Linked DNA regions of Oryctolagus cuniculus: region 2 is linked to region 1. The links are chromatin contacts, called in public Micro-C maps. All regions are on one chromosome and are shown on one strand. The core of a region is the stretch at or near the end of the contact, and the rest is flanking DNA. Distances in the headings are between cores, read along the strand shown.

Region 1 (6,789 bases), core at 80-2,579:
CCCCACGCCGGGGCTCAGAAGCCTTGTCCCTCTGCCCAGCAGACCCCACCCCCTCTCATGCAAACGGAGCCCTGGTCCTTCCTCTTTGTAGCCGTGTGCCGTGTTAGCAGGTCCAGGTCGGGCCGTCAGGGCGCGGGCTTGTAGAACCCACAGTTTGGACTTCGTCCTCACCTCGTCCCATCCCCTCGGAGCACCGTCTGTGTCCTGACCACCAGCAAAAGCTCCGTGCTCAACCCTGGGACACTCCGCAGACGCTCAGAGAGCAAGCCCAAGCCAGCCCCCTGTGCTTTGCCTCCTCGGCGACAAGGAGGCCAGCGTCATCCTGTTTCTGTGCCCTACGCCCTGGTATCACTGAATCAGTCTAAGGACACGCAGGGCCAGCAGCAGTCCCTGTTTCGACCAAGGCTTGGTGGGAGCACACCCGACACAGTGTCCATTTTGCCAGATTTATTTATTTATTTGCAAGGCAGCGTTACAGAGAGAGGAGACAGAGAGAGAGAGGGAGATAGAGAGCGAGCTTATATCAGCTGGTTCACTCCCCAGCTGGCCACAATGCACAGAGGCTGGGGCTGGGCCAGGCTGAAGTCAGGGGCCTGGAATGCCATGTTGGCCCACCATGTGGGTGCAGGGACCCAAGTACTTGTACCATCTTCTGCTGCTTTCCCAGGTGCCTTAGCAGGGAGTTGGATCAGAAGTGGAGTGGCCAGGACTTGAACTGGCACCCATTTGGGATGCCAGTGCCACAGGGGGAGGCTTAGCCCACTATGCTACAACACCAGCCCCCCTGCTGTCTTTAAAAGCTCACGGCACTGGGGCATGGGGAGGGGCAACACCGTGGACAGAGGAAGGGCTAATCCGAAGCAATGGCAGTAGCCCGGAGCCCTGCTTCTGGGGACCTGGGTACTCCAGAGGTTTGGAGACAGGGCCATTGCTCTCCTGCCTACCACCCCTCCCCACAAGCCCAGGGACCCCTGGCCTGACCTGGGTGGATTGTGTCCAGCCTGTGCTTTCCAAGGGCTCTGAATTATTCCGCCTGGGAACCAGGCAGTTGAATCTCGTGTCTGCCCCAGGCTGCAAAAGAGATTATTTTTTTTATTAGCTGTCCCTTGTTAACTCATAATTGCAATCATGTAACATTTAATAGAGGCACAAAGTAATCCCCATCTCTGCCCCGCAATCATTCATTAGCTAACAAGATGGAGCGGTTCATAAAAAAACGGCCGTTAAAAAAAAAATTCCGGGGAAATGGAAAGCAGGAGATGATGCAAGCCCTGGTTAACAAAGGCCCAGAGCTGAGGGAGGCGGGAGCGGGTGTGAGCTGAATAACCCAGCCCTGATAAGCCACAAAGCAGCACCCGCTGCTCCCTCCTCCCTCCGCCGCCTGAGTCAGAGAAGCTGGGATGTGTACAAAAATCGAGCAACGTAATTAGCAGGTTGCATCATGCCCTCGATTATAAATTACAATGGGCACACAGAAAGTGCATGGATAGGCAGGGATTAGACGGGGTAACCCAATCCCAGTGCCAGCCAGGGCGACAGAGAGCCCAGGAGCTGCCACCACCCAGTCACTCAGGGACTCCACGGGGCAGTGACAACACCTGCTCAATGTGCGCTTTGTGTCGCACGGGATAATGATTGACTAACTCGAGGAATCAGGAGGTGTGAAAAGAAGATGGCCCTCTTAACCCAGCCATTGTCTGTTCTCTGCTGGAATGTCCCCTGCCCCGCCCACCTGCTGCACCTGTGCACACGGATGCAGTCTGAGGATGGCCCAGGTGAGGAGCCCTGGGGGGGGCGGGGCTGCGCTGATAAGATCTAAAGGGACTGAGCAGGGGGTTGTGGGGGCCCCATGAAGGATGATACAAACTCAGTAAACAAGGCAGAGAACAGGCGACAGAGAGAGCGCTCTCCTGGGGACTGGGTGTGGACCCAGCAGGCTGTGGGAAGGGTCAAGCCTGTTCTCTCTGGGCCTCAGGTCCCCTGCTATAACCCACCAGCTGGCCATGTGACCAGGACAAGTCATTTCCCACCTCTGGGCCTCAGTTTCCCCCTAAGACCTGGTCACAGCCAGCTGGCTGACCAGCCCACTCCTCTGGGCCTCAGTACCCCCATTTACAAGGAGGGAAGCGATCCAGACAATCTTTAAAAAGTTCACCTTGGATCGTCGCTCAGTGTGGGATGAATATGGGTTTCTCCAACATCCTAACCAACCTGCCAGTTCACCTGGTACCTTGGAGAGCAGGGAGCCAGGCCAGGCAGCCCTGCAATGCGACCCTCAGCGTCACTAAAGGGCTACCCGGAGCAAGTGCGCAGCAGGCTCAGGCAGACGAGGCGCTGGTGGCACCACGCAGCCACACCCTTCACTTCCTCCTGGTGGAAACTTGGCCTTTCAGGCAGCCTTTGCAAACAGTCTTTACTCCGCAATGTTTTCTTAGCGGCTCTACGCTGTGCGCAAGAAATAATCCCATTAACATCACTATTTCTGCAGGAAAGGACAAGGATATAGATTTGCCCTTGAGTTCAATGAGCTCGGCGCTCTTAAAAGGAAAGCCACAAAGGTGAGGCCGGCGCCCTGCAGGAAACACATTGAGTGGCTTTATTCTGCGAATGGGATAGAGGTGGTAGCCAGCCAGCCAGTGCCAGCCGAGGGACCCTGACTCCTTGTCCCTTTGCCAGAACACACTGGGTGATTTAGCACCACCAAGTCTCTGGGCAAGCTGTTCCTATTGCCCCCTCAATGCCCTTCCCCTCTGTGTTCAGCCACCCACCTTATACTCTGCCCTTCGGACCTCACGCCAGTGTCACCTCCTCCCAGCAGTCTTCCAGGATCCCCTGCTGTGGTCCCCACCTGAGCCAGTCCTGTCTTGGCACATCTCTGTGTGCTGTGTCCACCAGAGTCTGTGAGTTCCCAGGCCCAGGGCCAGGCCTGCACACAGCCAGCGCTCCCAAGTGGTTTCCTCATTCAGCCGCCGCCTTTCCTCACGGCAAGGAATAGGTGGGAGCAGCCTCAGGCCTGAAGCTTTGCTTGAAGTCTAGAAAACTTGCCCATTCATTCTTCCATTCATTCACTCATTCCCTGTGTAATCTGAATACATACAGTGAAGGGGCGGGGCTCAAGGAGGGAGACCAGACCGGTCAGCTTTGGGCATTTCCGTGAAGACATTGACACACCTTTGCGTGGGGCTGGGAGAAAGTTCCAGAAGCCATCCTGCAGTGTGGACTGACCTCGAGGGTGGACAGACCCCTTCCCCAGGGCTGACAGTGTCTGCTTAGCCCAGTCTGCTTAGCCCAAGAGGGCCTGAGCCTCATCGGCTCCCTGGAGACGTGAAGGGGGAGACGGGGAGGGGGGAGCAGGGGCCTCTCTCCTCACCTGTCGGAAGCTCCCAGCACGTCCCCCTGACGCTGGGACTGCCGTCCTTGTGTCCATAGCACCGAGCAGGTGACCTCCCTGCTCCCGGGTCAGGATGACATTACATCCCTACATCGTGACCTCACTCGGGCCGCTGGCCTTGGGCTCCGTCTGCTTCTGAGCTGAGAGCAAAATAACAGCAGAGCCACAGCTGCCTGGGTGCTCTTTCAGCTACGGCAGAGCACCCACGAGGTGCACGCCCACTCATGCGGGAACCGGGACGCAGAGACATGGACACACCTGCCCGGGGGGACTCCAGCCAGTGAGATGCACCTTGCCTTCTCTGCCCCGCCCCATACATGGTCTTTACCATGTCCAATGTAGAAGGAAAAGTGAATGAAAATAACAGCTTCATAGGAAGGCACTTCAAAAAGTTCGTGGACAGTAGAATTGAAAGGGAAGCTTATTTTTGGTGTAAAAAATTTTGAAATCCGTGGAGGTGTTCACCCGGTGGTTAAGTTGCCACTTAGGAGTACACATCCCATAGCAGAGTGCCTGGCTCAAGTCCAGCTTACTCTGCTTGCACTCCAACTTCCTGCTAATGTGCACCCTGGGAGGCACCCAGGGGCGCAAGAATTCAGGTCCCTGCCACTCATAGTGGAGACGGATTGAGTTCAAGGGCTCAGGTTTTCGGCCTGGCCTACCCCTGGCTGTTGCAGGCATTTGGGGAGTGAATCAGTGGATGGAAGATCTCTGTCTCTGTCTCCCTGTATTTAAAAAAAAAATATAAGTGAGGTGCTGGCGCTGTGGCTTAGCAGATTAAGCCCCTGCCTGCAACACCAGCGTCCCTGATGGGCGCCAGTTGGAGTCCTGGCTGCTCCACTTCTGATCCAGCACCCTGCTAGCGCGCCTGGGAAAGCAGCGGAAGATGGCCCAAGTGCTTCAGTTCCTGAACCCATGTGGGAGACCCGGAAAAAGCTCCTGGCTCCTGGCTTCAGCCTGGCCCAGTCCTGGCTATTGCCACCACTTGAAGAGTGAACCAGCGCCCCACCCCCACCAACTCCACCTTTTAAATAAAGAAATAAATATTTTAAAAATTGAAATTCACATAGAGGGATCTCATGGAAAATGCGTATCGTGAGAAAAAAAGTCTTTGCACTAAAATAAACGTATCTTTAAATTCCATTTGCCATGAACTCCCTGAAGTCACCTCGTATGGGGGGCATGGACCATGTACCGGGCACGGTTTCAAGTTCTTCACCTTCATTCATGGAATCAGCGGCAGGTCTAGTCGCTGGGAACGTGGTGGAACGCGGCAGTGGGCAGGGCTGCGACCCTGCCCTTGGGGAACTCCCATCGTCACGAGGGCCACAGAAGACTATAAACCAAGGAGCCAGTAAATGGAAAAATAGGGGAGGCAAAATGATGGCAAAAAGCCAATCAGAGGATGAGTAGCTGGCAAAGGCCTTTGATTGAGTGACCTGGATGGGACTTCCAAAGGAGGTGGGCGGGGAGCCTGGGCGTGCCTGGGGGTGGACACCCAGTGCAGTGGGCATAGGAGGTATAACAGCCCTGGGGCAGGACTGTGCCGCGGGCTGCTAGGGCTGGAGCAGTGTGGAGGGTGAGGCATGGGTTAGCTGTGTGTCACCTCGCTAGACTCACAACAGTGCCGCACACCAGGCCCAGGTTGTTATTCTGTGGCCGATGAAGACACGGAGAAAGGGAGGACAGTAAAGTCCTGTGCCAGGCTTGCGCCTCCACGCTGGCGATTCATGAGCGGGGAACTGGTCCCCGGTCCCAGCAATGGATCGGAATCATCCGGGGAGCTCGCAAACAATCCAGATTCCCAGGTTTCTCATGTGAACAAGCTGCCCGGCCGACTCACACAGAATCTTCCATTGACTCCGGCTTTGAGGGGCCACCGGGGGCTGGCTGTGCACAGGCTGCCATGGAGGGGCAGGCGCTCTGCCAGGGCGCCAACTCCAGCGCTGCTCTGATGTCTGAGTGGCTGCGACCCCTGGTCCTCTCTGAAGCTCGCCTCTTCATCCGGGAAACCAGACGGCTGAACTCCATCGGGGAATTCCCAGCACAGTAGACTTCTCCATCCAATTGCATCTTAGCTGGAGCCCAACCACAAACCACAGCAAAGGAGCTTCATTTGCAGGAGGACTGTTCCGGCCATCACCCCCCGGCCACCTGGAGCTCACTCCCGCGAGCAGGGGCGGCTGGCCGGATGCTCGGAGCCCTGGATACCCATCGCGGGGCAATCCCCCTTGGAGTGGATTCTGTAAGTCCTATTTGGGGAGCACGCTGAGAAAACCTGCCCCAAACCCCAGCTGAGTTCTTGGGAAGCCCCGGCGCCAGTGACGGGAGGGAGGGCGCTGGGGCTGGGCAGGCAGCAAGCCTCTTTCAGCTCACCTGCGTTCTCCGTTCTCCGCCTGCTTCTGTCCTGGCTGGGGAGAGGGGGGAAGCGGTGTGTCCCAAACCCTTGAGACGATCCTCGACCAGTGTGGAGACTTGATGTGGTGGGTGGCGGTCCTCCAGCAGATGAGAGCAGGAAATCTGCTTCCTCGTGGGCGGAGCCTCTGACATCTTGGATTCCACGCCCCTTCTTTGTCTTGGAATAATACAAGCTCTTCTGCCTGGGAGGTCCCTTCCACAGCCCTCCTCCCTAGGACTCCTCCCTGAGCCAGAGAAGAGGAAAAGGAAGCCACCTGCCTGGGGCCACGTGGCTTCTTAGGTGATGAGACCCGTCCTTCAACCCCAAATCCAGAGCTTTGTCTGATAGTACCAGGGCCCACGTGGGCAGACACACCCCTGCCCTCACAGGGCTCACACGCGTGTGCATGTGCACATGGTCGTGTCTGTGTGTGATCAGGGGCTTAGTGGAGAGGGGAGCAATCTCAGGGCAAAGTCAACTCCCTTGACATCCGGCACAATCGCTTGCATACAGCAGGTGCTCAATCATTTGTGGAAAGCACGCTTTGCAGATGGGAATTACCTGAGTTTCCTCTCTGCGACACCTTGGGCTCTGCTTGGAGTCTGGGTTTCCTGGGACCGGCAAACATCTCTTCCTGGGCTGGTGGAAGCTAGGAAATCTGGGTGGTGCCCCAACAGTGGAGCAGGTGCCCCGGGGCTGGGCTTTGCCTCCAGGCCTCAGGACCAGGCTGTGGGAGGGGAATCCCTCTCTCCCTGGCTGGGACAGGGAAACTGAAGCCTGGAGGGGCAAACCCAGGTCTCTCTCCAAACCCGATGCTCCTCTGCCGCTGTGGCTGCCTCCCCGTCCAACTCTGCAAACCCAGTGGGGTGTATTTTTGTTTCGGGTTTTCATTGTAAACCTCTAAGTAAAACAGGCAGGACGGAAATGAAGCCCCTAGCACCCCTCCCTTCCAGCTGCCGATCGCCCAAGCCCCTGGGAGGAAAGCACTGGGTTTGTGCTC
Region 2 (6,419 bases), core at 1,682-4,181, 140 kb before region 1:
GCTCTGCGCCTTCGTCCATGGGCTTCCAGGTGCCGAGCGGGAGCTTCCCTGAGCTATGGAGGTGACAGGACGCCAGGACAAAGTACAACCATTGTGCCTTGGGCCTGATCACTACTTCCTTTGTCTGGGGCCGCTGCTGGCTCCTGGCTGCCTTTCACACTCTCCTCCGCCCCCTCCCTGTCCCTGTCTCCCCTCCCCCTCCCCCTCCCCGATCACCGTCCCCTTCCTCCTTGGCTCTCTGCTGACTGGCTGCAGAGCCATGGGCCATGGCCGCCCTGGTCCTGAGGCTGGGGCTCCGGGGAGCCTCGCACAGGGACCCCGCGTGATCTGTGTCGGGGCTGTGCCCTGCTCCAGTCCCCCAGCTGGCCCGGTGACCTTGGGCCCTGACCCCTTTCCTGCAGCAGCCTGGGGAGGCAGGACAAGTGGAACTGAATTAGTGCAAGGGGACCAGCCCGGGGAGAAGAGAAGGTGCCACGGAGATGGTGTGGTCTCATCGTGGCTGATTTGTTTCTTTTTGCCTTTTCCGAAGATCCAGATGGTTGGAGGGCATCCCTGGGAGTTGGTGACACCATCCTGGGGCTAGGATCCAGAGTAGACGTCTCTTCTGTGTCACCAACCTAAATGAATAGTAGACCCAGGGGGCTGTCCCCACCCTAATGCAGCTGGCTCAGTACCCCCAGGCTAGGTTGCAATCCCAGTCTTTTACAAAGGGACGTCTGCCACTGGGCAGAGCCCACAGGGGAAGCTCAGAGAAGCTGTTGTAACATTGCTGGGGGTGAGGGGAGGAAGGTGGCAGGCCCTAGGCTGGAGGGGGACCTGGAGCTATGAAGGGACAGTTGATGGCTCCCTGTCCAGGGGACCCCACGCCGCCAGCCTCTCCCTGACCAGGGAGATCTCTGCTGCCCCTCTGGGGCTGAAGACAGTGGAGATGGGAGAGGGCCAGAGGAGGGGCTCCGGGCCCAGGGCCTCCCAGCCTGTGCTCCTGGGTGCTGGGGGCAGACTAGGGGGAAGCAGAATGGCCTCCCTTCCACATCCCACTCAGCAGTCTGCAGCAGGGAGCCCAGGTGAGGCGGCCTGCCTGGAAGGGGGCGGGAGCCAGCAAATAAACATTGACTAACTGTGCAAGGCCTTGTCCCTGCTGCTGGGGGCCGGCCAAGTGGTGGAGACATGCCGGAGCACGAGTGATGGAAAGGTGGGCTGTGGTGGCCGCCAGCTGGCCCACTGGGGGACACCCCTCTGGTGGAATTGGGGCACTAAGGAGGTAATCTAGCACCCCCCACCAAACCACAGTGCTGCGTGCAGAGGGAGGGGGCTGGCTGAGTCACCTCCTTGGGTCGTTTTGGGCAAACCGGGGGCAAAACTGCTGCATTCTCATCCCCACTCCCATCTCCAGTCCTGGCCTCGGCAGAGGCTCCATCGGCCCTGGGCCAGCCCTGGTCAGGGCCTGCTGGGCAGGTAAGGAGACTGGTCCCTCTCTTCCCACAGGTAGCACAGCCCCCAGTCCTCTGCTCCCCGGGGGTGCCTGAGAAGGGCTGGGCCAAAGCCCAACCAGGACTTTTTCCAGGCTGGGTCCTATATGCAAGGGTGGGGTGGGGGGATTTGGGGAGCATGGAGGGAAGATATAAGACAGGGGAGTTGCAGGAGAAGGGGGCTTTGAGTGATGGCCCGGGATGGGGCAGAGACCGGTGAGGCTTCGAGCCTGCAGAAGCAGCCAAGGCAGCCAGAGGGTCTGGGTGGCTGGGGAGAGCCCCCCGTTTTTGCTCAGAAGATGAGCGTGAGCTGGGGCCCGGGCTGATGGAAGCCTTGGCCCCCAGCCTGGTGGGAGCCCAGGGCAGCTGGCCTACAACCGGTCCTTAGTGCGGCAGGGGAGCTTTGAGTCATCACTCAAGTCCTGGCCTCCATCCGCCCCCACCAGCCCCCTGGCCTCAGTTCCCTGGCAACATCTGGGGGGGGGGGTGCAGCAGGAACAAGGGCTTCTGTCTGCCCAGCTGCCTCTCCCTTTGGGCTCTGCCAGACTCTCCAGTGCATACGTGGGCTCCGACAGGTCCTCTTCCCTCTGGGTCAGTGACTAACCGCGGAACCCCACGCTTCCCTGCCTCAGCTCCACAAACTTAGTGCCAAATTCTTCTCCCGGGGGAGCCTCCCTGGACACTTCCCAAAGGACCCCAGGCACCCTAGCCTGCCAGCTGCCAGATAAGGGCTCCAGATGGGGACACTGTCCCCTCTGTGCGCCGTGCAGAGCCCTCTGCCCACGAGGCCTTTCCAGTTCCGAAGACGCAACTGCTCGGGAAGTCAGAAATGGGGGTTGCGGGCGTCAGCCACCCTCCCCTTCCCAAGGCCCATTCGCTCTCGAGCCAGAACAGGGCTGTGCAGGCAGTGGTCACTAGGGGGCGCTCGGCCACCGCCGGGAGCTCGTGAACTTGGGAAAGTCGCGTCTGCGTGAGTGAGAACGCGTGTGTCAACGTGTGTGTTTGTGTGAGCGCGTGTGTAGGGGGCGAGGGTGCTGCGTGGGGAGGAGGCCGGGGGTCACTCCAGGGTTCCAACAGCTCTGGGCCCCTTCCCCACCCGTCCCTGACGGGCTCCCCGCCCGTCCCCCGCCCTCCCCAATATTCCCGGCAAAGAGGCACCAGCTCGCAGCCCTGTCCGCACATAACCTTAGTTTCCTGCTCCCGCCCCCTGGACACCCCGCGAGCGTGCGTGTCTCTAGGCAGAGTTTCAGGGGGGCGCGCGGCAGTTCTCAGGCTGCTAGCCTTGGTGGTGGTGGTTGAGGGGGCGTCGAGCGTTCCCTTCGCCGCGGTGGGCTAGGGGGTCCAAGCTGAGCTGGGTGCCCCCGGGGAAGGCGGTGCCTGCACGGATTCGGCTTGCGCCCGCCTCCCGCCCCTGTCCCCGCCCCCCGGGGCGGGCTCGGGGCGGGGTTGGGCCTATTTTTCAGTCGCCTGGGAGCGGTGAGGAGCGCAGAGGCTTGGGGCAGCCGGGCTGCGAGGAGGCCGCGGCGCAGGGGGAGCGGAGCCGGCGGCAGCGGCGCTCGGTCGGGAGGCGCAGCGGCGAGGCACACGGTCCCGCGGACGCACCGGCCAGGGCCCCCGCGCTGGATTTCCATACTCATTTAGCTGGGGTTTACCCCTCCTCGTTTCTTCTGAAACCTTAAAAAAAAAAAAAAAGACTGAATTGTTTCCCCGTTGTAATTGATTTTTGCTTCCCGTTGCCCACTGAAGACGGGCAGACGGTTCGGGGAGACTGCTCTTTAACTCCCCCCAGTCACTTCGGATTTTGGAAACGCGCAGAGGAGGAGCGAGGTGGCAAGAGCTCCGGAGAGAAGTCGAGGAAGACAGACGGGGTTGGAGAGCGCGCGCAGGCGGGCGAGCAGCGAGAGGGACCGGGGCAAAGTGAGTGACCTGCTTTCAGGGGGGTGACCGCCGGAGCGCGGCGCAAGCTCTCCCCCCTCGGGACCCCGCGCAGGAGCAGCCGCGCTGACGGACAGACAGACAGACACCGCCCCCAGCCCCAGCGCCCACCTCCTCCCCGGCCGGCGGCCCACGGTGGACGCGGCGGCGAGCGGCGGGCAGCAGCCGGAGCCCGCGCCCGAAGGCGGGGTGGAGGGGGTCGGGGCTCGCGGCATTGCACTGAAACTTTTCGTCCAACTTCTGGGCTGTTCTCGCTCCGGAGGAGTCGTGGTCCGCGCCGGGGGAGCCGAGCCGAGCGGAGCCGCGAGAAGTGTTAGCTCGGGCCGGGAGGAGCCGCCACCGCCGCCGCCGGAGGAGGAGGGGGAGGAGGAAGGAGAGAAGGAAGAGGAGAGGGGGCCGCGGTGGCGACTCGGCGCCGGGGAGCCGGGCTCATGGACGGGTGAGGCGGCCGTGTGCGCAGACAGTGCTCCAGCCGCGCGCGCGCCCCAGGCCCTGGCCCGGGCCTCGGCTCCGGGAGCAAGAGGAGCTCGCGGAGGCGCCGAGGAGAGCGGGCCGTCCCGCAGCCCGAGCAGGAGAGGGAGCGCGAGCCGCGCCGGCCCCGGCCGGGCCTCCGAAACCATGAACTTTCTGCTTTCTTGGGTGCATTGGAGCCTTGCCTTGCTGCTCTACCTCCACCATGCCAAGGTAAGCGGCCGTGCCCGCCTGGCGCCGCGGGCCGCTGCGAGCGCCTCTCCCGGCTGGGGGAACGTGCGTGCGTGCGAGCGCGCGCGTGGGGGACTCGGTGCCCCCACTCGGGTCCGTGGGCACCGGCGCGCGGCATCCCCCTCTGCCGTCGTACGTGGAGGGGGAGGGGGCGCGCGCTAGGTGGGAGGGCACCGGGGGTAGGCTCACCGCCCACGCGGGCCCTGCCCACCCACCGGAGTCGCCGCACGTACGATCTGGGCCGACTAGCCGAGGGCGGGAGTCGGAGGAGGAGGCCGAGGGGGCTGGGCTTGCGCTGCCGCTGGCGGCTGAAGTTTGCTCCCGGCTGCTGGTCCCCAGCGAACTGGAAGTCCGGGCAGCGGGGGCGGGAGCCAGGGCCCAGTGGGCAGGGTGGGGGGTGCTCGGACCTTGGACCCGGGAGGGCAGAGAGCGTGGAGGGGGCAGGGCGCAGGCGAGGGAGCGGGCGCGCTGCTGTCAGTGCCACTCGGTCTCTTCGGCCCTCGCCGCGAGTTGGGGAAAAGTTTTCGGGTGGATTGTTGTGGGGACCCCCCTCCCTGCCGGCCACCTGCGCCGCGCCACCCCCGCCCGTCCCCGCTCGCGTCCCGCTCGGTGCCCGCCCGCCCTCCCCCGCCCGGCCGGGCGCGCGCGGCGCGGAGCCGATTACATCAGCCCGGGCCTGGCCGGCCTCGTGTTCCCGGAGCCGCGGCTGCCCGAGCCGGGAGCCCCGGACGGCGAGCGGCGCCCCTCCCCCGCGCCGGCCGGCCGGGGGAAGGTGACCTCTCGAGGTAGCCACAGCCCGGGGACCCGGAGGGCCATCCCCACCCCTTCCCGCCGTCTCCAGCCCCTACCCGGGCCGTGTTCTAGGACGCCCCCTCCCCCTTTTCCAGTTTCCTCCCTCGGTGGAGAAGTCTCTGCCACCCCTTGCTCTGGTACTCCTCCCTGCTGGGAAGACCCATCCGAGGCTCCAGAGTCCAGGGAAGGGACGGTCACGGCCACAAGTCGGGGTGCGGGAGCCATCCGGGTGCTTTGTCCGCACTAAGGAGCTGCCCACTTGGTGACAGTGTGCCTCTCGCTTCCCCGGAGGTTCCGAATGAGCCATGCTTTAGCTTCTGTGGGGGAGATCTTGGAGAGTGGCTTCACCCCACTTTACCCTTTTTGGAAAAAAAATGACATGGGCGGCATAGGAGCAGCCCTTCCAGAACCCTTGGGAGCAAGCTCTCCTGCCAGCCCTGCACTCAGGCTGCAAACGTCCGGGCCAAACAGGGTGTTGGAGCAGGTGGTTTTTTGGAACTCCAGACTTGCCCACCCGACTCGCCTCCCAAGGCTACCCACGGGGTCCCTTTCTGCTCCTCTCTTAGACCTCCCCTCAGCCGCAGAGTCCCCTTGGAGAGGAGGCGGAAGGAAGGAAATGGGCAGGGGTCCCTGCCACCACCCAGAGTTCCTCAGACCCTGGCACAAAGACCTTGGCTCCAGGCCTCCCAGTGTGGAGGAGGGGCCGAGTGGCAGCCTGGCCGCAGAGTGACCTTCAGAGGCCCCCAGAGAAGGGCACCTGGCCCCTCCCTGCCTAGAGCTGCCCCTCCAGTGCCCCCTGGCCTTGGAGGGAGCAGGAAGTTTCCGTCCCCTTGCCTGGTGGGGCCCTGGTGGGGTGGAGGACACAGGGGGCAGGTTGGCAGGGGAAGCCCCAGTGCAGAGCTGGCAGGGAGGGGGGAAGCCCAGGAGGCTGTGGTGGGAGGGTATCCAGCTGGGACCGCTCTCACTGGGGGTGAGGCTGGGGGACCTCAGTGGGGTGCCTGGGAATGGGTGAGAGGCAGGCAGTAGGAAGGACTCCTTTCTAGTGGGGTCTGGAGTTCCGAAGCTGGCTGCCATGCCCGGCCAGTGGCTGTGCAGCTGGGAACTGCTCCCCGAGAGGAGCAGGTGGGTGTGGGGAGGTGGTGAGAACTCGGGACCCTCAGGAAGGGCCCGGGGAAGTCTCTGCCTACTGGGTGCTGTCAGGGCCACATGGCTGTGCTTGATGACCTTCACAGCTTCTGGGGAGGGGAGGAATGACCTGGTGGGGGTGGGGAGGGGTGGGGGCCGCGCCACAGGGGGCCCCCTAGGGGCTGGGCAGTGCTAAGGCAGAAAAAGCTTCCCTGGGTTGCATTTGAGGAAGGTGCCCTAGGTGCCCGGGACCTTGGGACCCCCCCCCCCAACTCAGGGAGGAGGAGAAACCAAGGCATAAGGTGGGAGCAGGGGCCGGTGTGGCTTGGGGAGTATGTTCAGGGAGACTTGTACAGGGGACGACGGGGCTGTCCCCTTGCCACAGGTTTTTACCTT

What was found. A called contact is a pair of places that touch in the nucleus more often than the background predicts.
Region 2: a Micro-C map of ear pinna shows a contact between it and region 1, with 2.1 times the contacts expected there. The contact joins the promoter of VEGFA here to the enhancer-like site in region 1. A contact is called at or near these places in 2 of 6 Hi-C or Micro-C datasets (ear pinna and an unstated tissue).

Annotation. Positions count from the first base shown.
Region 1 is chr5:126,174,136-126,180,924 of mOryCun1.1, reverse strand. No RefSeq gene overlaps it. Among named protein-coding and RNA genes, the nearest start is that of VEGFA, 140 kb to the left of the region's middle. Within about 2 kb of position 1,329, at least 3 of the 8 cell types and tissues checked have an H3K27ac peak or open chromatin away from gene starts, as enhancers often do. A contact at or near this core is called in ear pinna, where this site is marked.
Region 2 is chr5:126,311,646-126,318,064 of mOryCun1.1, reverse strand. VEGFA (vascular endothelial growth factor A) reads left to right here and starts at 2,931. Exons shown (of 7, transcript XM_070074064.1): 1 at 2,931-4,088. The coding sequence starts at 4,023.